2 separate regions of the Sus scrofa genome follow, and region 2 is linked to region 1. Evidence: chromatin contacts called from public Hi-C data. All regions are on one chromosome and are shown on one strand. Each heading gives the region's core, a stretch centred on a gene start, on an enhancer-like site or on the middle of the called end of the contact. The rest is flanking DNA. Distances are from core to core; before and after follow the strand shown.

The links. A called contact is a pair of places that touch in the nucleus more often than the background predicts.
Region 2: a contact with region 1 is called in a Hi-C map of embryonic fibroblasts, with 5 times the contacts expected there. The contact joins two enhancer-like sites. A contact is called at or near these places in 11 of 47 Hi-C or Micro-C datasets (alveolar macrophages, blood, embryonic fibroblasts and 7 more) and 1 of 2 datasets of contacts at active chromatin or transcription factors (skeletal muscle).

The regions. Positions count from the first base shown.
Region 1 is chr7:65,509,513-65,512,380 of Sscrofa11.1, reverse strand. No RefSeq gene overlaps it. Among named protein-coding and RNA genes, the nearest start is that of SPTSSA, 210 kb to the right of the region's middle. Within about 2 kb of position 1,365, at least 6 of the 83 cell types and tissues checked have an H3K27ac peak or open chromatin away from gene starts, as enhancers often do.
Region 2 is chr7:65,634,589-65,637,456 of Sscrofa11.1, reverse strand. No RefSeq gene overlaps it. Among named protein-coding and RNA genes, the nearest start is that of EGLN3, 170 kb to the left of the region's middle. Within about 2 kb of position 1,521, at least 36 of the 83 cell types and tissues checked have an H3K27ac peak or open chromatin away from gene starts, as enhancers often do.

The sequences.
Region 1 (2,868 bases), core at 116-2,615:
GAAAAAGACAGATTATTCAGTCACCATGTGCATGCTCCCTATCTATTCTCACTTTTCCCTACTCATGTCTGAGGGACTCTTTAGATCAGTTTTGCTAATACGGTCATGGGACACAATAACTGGGAGGACAAGTTAAAACATAGGTTGCTGGGCCCCATTCTGAATTTCTGACCCAGGAAGTCTGGGGTGGGTGGGGCTCGGGAATCTGCATGTCTAACACGTGCCCAGGGGGTACCAGCACTTTAAAAACCATTGAGGGAGTTCCCGTCGTGGCGCAGTGGTTAACGAATCCGACTAGGAACCATGAGGTTGCAGGTTCGGTCCCTGCCCTTGCTCAGTGGGTTAACGATCCGGCGTTGCCGTGAGCTGTGGTGTAGGTTGCAGACGCGGCTTGGATCCTGCGTTGCTGTGGCTCTGGTGTAGGCCGGTGGCTACAGCTCCGATTGGACCCCTAGCCTGGGAACCTCCATATGCCGCGGGAGTGGCCCAAGAAATAGCAAAAAGACAAAAAAATAAAAAATAAAAAAAATAAAAACCATTGAGCAGAAATTGACAGAACATTGTAAATCAACTATAATTAAAAAACAATAATTTTTTTAAAAAAATAAAACTAAGAACCATTGATTTAGAGCACTGTTAGAAACAGAAATAGATAGAACAAATTATGGTAAACAGACAGCAAATAAGATTCAGACAATAAGCTTAGGTCTACCTCCCAAACCATCAAAATCTTGTGAGCTAAGTTCTGCTTTATATCGTAAGTCTAACATCAGCCCAAATGTCTGTAAGAAAAGACATTTGGTGATGTTTCACTTAGTTTTTTTTTCTTGATTCATCCCATCACTCATAAATAAGTTTATGATAAATAACTTTCATCAGTGTTACTTATTATGACCCTCCAACTATTATTATACTAGAACAATCAACTATACATTAATTCAATTCACCAGTTGGGAGGGAGAATAAATCCAGAGGAACTTCATGTACTTCAGGCCAAATGCTCCCTCAGAAGAAAATAATCATAATAATTTAAAAATCTATTCCTCTCTCGCCCTTATTCTTGTTTTCTCAGGCTTTTCCCTTTCCCAGCCTCCTCCCTCCCAGGCACATGAGGTGGTTGTGATTCTTACTTCTATCAAGACTGCAAAACACTCCTAGGTACATTTTCCTTCTACACCATCCTTGTCATTTAGCCCGTTAGTCCTTGAAAAAGGTGGTCTGTGGTCCCAAGGCTTCTACAGCAACCTCTAAGAGGTGATTTCTGTACTCTTTGAAGTGTTTAACTTTTCTGAGCCCTAAATCTTCCCTATGAACGCGCACGGCCGTGCACTAACGTTGCGTTGCAGTGCCACCTAGAGGCTACTGGCGGTAGAGACCCAGAGCGAACCAATTTTGAGCACTCTCCAGCTGGCTAGTTAAAGGCGTATGCAGTCGTTATGGATTCAAATGAACCCTGCGTCTATAAGAAATTGTTTTGATATAGGAGTTCCCGTCGTGATGCAGTGGTTAACGAACCTGACTAGGAACCATGAGGTTGCGGGTTCGGTCCCTGGCTTTGCTCAGTGGGTTAACAATCCGGGGTTGCCGTGAGCTGTGGTGTAGGTCGCAGACACATCTCTGATCCCCCGTTGCTGTGGCTGTGGCGTAGGCCGGTGGCTACAGCTCCGATTCGACCCCTAGCCTGGGAACCTCCATATGTCGAGGGAGCGGCCCTAGAAAAGGCAAAAAGACAAAAAAAAAGAAAAGAAAAGAAAAAAGAAAGAAAGAAATTGTTTGATATGAGGTCAAAGAGACCTCTCATTTGGAACTATGGATTGTTAAACCATCATTTGAAATGGTGTCATCAGCCGAAATGTTTACTTCACATTAGCATTTTAACTCTGAAGATTTGTATATAAAACATCTTCCTGGTAAGAGATCTTTCGTGGAGAAGGTATGAAAAGGAGAAAACTGCAGTTTCTTGGCCTTTGGGTTCTGCTTTTCGTGGTTGTGTCTGTGGCTAAGCTTCGTTGAAATCTGCAGGATGAAAATCAGCTTGGCCCGGCCGGGGGGAGCCAGACTGAAATGGAGCCTTTGTGCGCCACGCATTCAGTACGCAGCAGCCGCATTAGAAGCCGAGGGTCCATTAGCTCTCATTTAATGCTTCTTCTCAAGCAGATAAGTGCAGGCATCAAACACCCCAGCCCTTTTATGACACATAAATCACAGGTCAGTGCCTTCCATGGAGACTCCTGTTTGCTAAGCGAGTAGTTAGACCAGGAGCAGGGAAGCAACACTTCAGCGCACTTAGAGACCCAGGAGGATGAGCAGATCGTACAGGGCAAGGCCAGAAATTTCTCCCTCCAATTTAATGATTAAAACCTTTCTCCTGCTTAAGAACTGACAAATTATCTGGCACCTTCCACAAGCAGTAGCTCACACCAAGAGCTACCCTTGGTCCCAGTTCTACCATCAACTTCTTTCTCAGGGGGCTGGTTTTCATAAGCCCTACTGAGTGGAGACCAGGCTATGAGACCCCGTGTCTGGGCCCACCACTAATTAGACAGAAGGGGACCTTTACTCCATACTCAATCTGCAGAATCTCTCTCTCTCTGGATAACTTATGCTGAGGGGCACAATGCGGGGAGGGGATGGTGGGGAGGGAGCCAAGGCTGAACCATGTTAATGAAAGTGAAAGTCCGTGTCCTTGGGCTGTTGTGGTCCTTGGAACCGCCCTGACTTCTGCCCTTCTTGGACCTGCCACTGTGGCTTTTCTGTGGATTGCATGAGTTCTGTCCCTAAAACCAACTTGAGTGAACTCAGCTCCTTATTACTAAAACTGCTGTCTGAGAAACCCTGAATCTACAAAAGAACACTGATCCAACTCAG
Region 2 (2,868 bases), core at 272-2,771, 120 kb before region 1:
GAGAAATATTGAAAAGAGATTTTGTGTAGGGACCTTTTAAAACCCTGAAAGGCACAGATATCTTAATTCCTCCTGAGGTGAATGAGAAGTATGAAAACCTAGGTAAAATAATTTGTCTCCCAACTAGAGCCACTTCTAAATGTAAATGTCCATGATCTCTTTTCTTCCAAGCATGTATCAGCAAGAGGCAGCCCTGGGTGCTGTCAAAGGGCTATGTAAATGGCAGACCACAACCCCCCCCCACACACACCCAAGGCATTACTGCAATCCATACTCACTGTCGAATACACAAACACACACACACAATCCTGCATTTGTCCAGAGAAATGAATGGCCCAATTGCCCAGCAACTGGTACTGCCTGGTTCCTTGCTGGCTGATTTCCAGAAAGCCAGAGCAAAAGAAGGCTGGGGTCCCCTGTGTGGGGGCAGGGGATAACTGCCAGGATCCCCAGCAGGTATCCAATAACTGGGAATGAGTGGTTCCTGTGAATGAATGGGACCACTGGGCAGTCCTAACCAGCATTAGAGCAAAGTCAAAACATATCATCTGGAGGCCTGGACATTCACAGAAAAGGCCTGAGCCAGGGGCAGCCTACATCAGAAATGGCACCTCTCCTCCCCAGAAAATTCCCCTTCCACCGCACTCAGCCTTTCCCCAATTCATCCTGGTGAAAGCTTCCAGGGGGCCCTGGCAAGTGTCCCACCCACTCTGGCTCACCTCTCATTCATTCATTCATTCACTCATTCAGCAAAGCTCAACAGTCACCTACTGTATGTCAATCATTGCGCCAGGCCCTGGAGAGGCAGGGAGGCCAGACAGCCTGCCTGCCAGCCCTGCTGGGGTCAGGGAGGAACCTGCCCCTCTCCTCCACTCAGTCCAGCACGCTACACACCAGGCCAGCTCTTCAGAGATCCATGGCTTCTCCATTTTTTTTTTTTTTATTATTCCTAAGGCCTCAAGAGCAGCAGCTCAGAAAATCTCTGTCTTTTCACTTGCATTACAGGATTTTTTTTTTTTAAGCAGCAGCCTTACCTTCCAAGAAGCCTGTGGCTTAGGCCAATATTTACATGTATTTGCATTTCCTTTGTACACAGGCTGGGGAAAGAAAGTGTGGGGAAGGGAGTTTTGCCAGGGAATGAAAATGCGCCTGAAGCCAATCCCCAAAGTGCTATTTGCAATTGCCAATTTAAAATCAAGATGCAACTTGTTTAACTAAAACTCAGGTAATTTCTATCACTCCCACCCTGGCTCTTCTGCCCCTGAAAACTCACAGGTCATTAGCTGAACCCGTGCATCTCTCCCAGTCCTGTGTTTGGGAGCTGTACTTTGTCTTGGTCTTAGAAGTACTGGAAATTTTTTCTCTAATTCTGCAGGTTTGGGTCATTTTCAGAGAGCTCTGTGGGCACCCTCTGGTGGCAGACTGAAAATTTTCCCGTAAAGACTGCAGTGGAACCGGAATGGCTTTGTTTGGCCGTCATGCTCTAGAGGTGGAATGTTGGACACTGTAAGTTGATTGGCTGTACGTCGTACCACCCCTATCGTCACGTGAGCGGTGGCCCCGCCCTCTCAGGAGGCCTGGTACCTTATAGAAAGCGCAGAACTAAGACGCAGGGCCTGATTTGTGGGGACAGTTTTTCCAGGTCAGCCTGGGTGAGGCGGATGAGGGCAGCCCTTCCTTGGGCTCTGAGAGGATTCGCCGCCCAAGGAGAAGCCGCTGCATTCCCGGAGCAGCCCAGGCAGCCTGAAGGGCTGTCTCCCTGAAGTTCCTGCTCCTACGCTGGTCTAAGGGCAACCATTCCTTAGAACCAACCGGCCTGCGGCGAAGGGGCCAGGATGGGAGGGAGGAGGAGAGGCAGGAAGGGAAACGCTCCACCTGAGGATGAGCGCCCCCAACCAGGCCCTCAAACCAGGGCATCCGATATCTGATAAGCATCACTGTTCTGTTAACACAATAAATAGCCCACCTGATTTTTCCTTAGCTTTTTCTCCAGGGATTTTCTTAGTCTCAGGACACGCCCCAAAGTTGGTTCAGGTGGCCTTCATTTCACAAAAAGAGGCCCAAGGAGGTTAAGTACTAAAGTGCCTTCACTGAGCCTCTCGGTCCAGTGATGCTGTGAAATATTTACCTGCAGCCACTGTGGTCTCCCCCACATCCGACCCGCTCTCCATTATACAAGCCAGTCTCGACCCGCAAATCATGACCAGACCTCTGAAGGGCAAGATCCTAAGGGTAAATTGGAGGCACAGGGGAGCAGCCATGTCACAGGAGGGTTCCAGAAGCTGGAAAGAGAACCAGATTGCTCAGATTCCAGACTCTGCCGTCTGAGGCCCCAAGCCTTATCATCCTGGAAACAAATAGGCGTTGTCTACCAGGAGCAGCCTTCTTTATTGCTACCATTTTTTCATCTGCTTTCTTTCACAGCCAGGCCTCAGGGCAGAAGGGAAGCCCAGCTCCCCGGGAGCCATCAGTCACCCCACAATGGTGATGGCAGCCCTGTCTTGCCTGGCTAGGTCTGAGAGCACCACTCCAGGGATAAAGTCTCTGGTGGACAACCCAGAAGCAGACCAAAAAAAAAAAAGGCAGCATTGACCATTGACCATGCCTGTGGGAGCAGACAATTCAACTATGCACTTAGCTACCAACCCAGAGGCAGGGCAGTCCAGAGAATCTTAATCTGAACTGAGCATGCTGATTTCTCCTCTAGCCCATGCTTCCAGCAGATCGCAAATGCTCCAACAAGGTTACTAGGTGGCAAATGCACGGGATGCAGCAGGCAGCCTGCTCATCAGAGCTAAGGGAGAGCTGGCTCAGTGCAGCCACCACCCACTCTAAACTCTTCATACAGGTAAACTCAGTAGTCCTCAT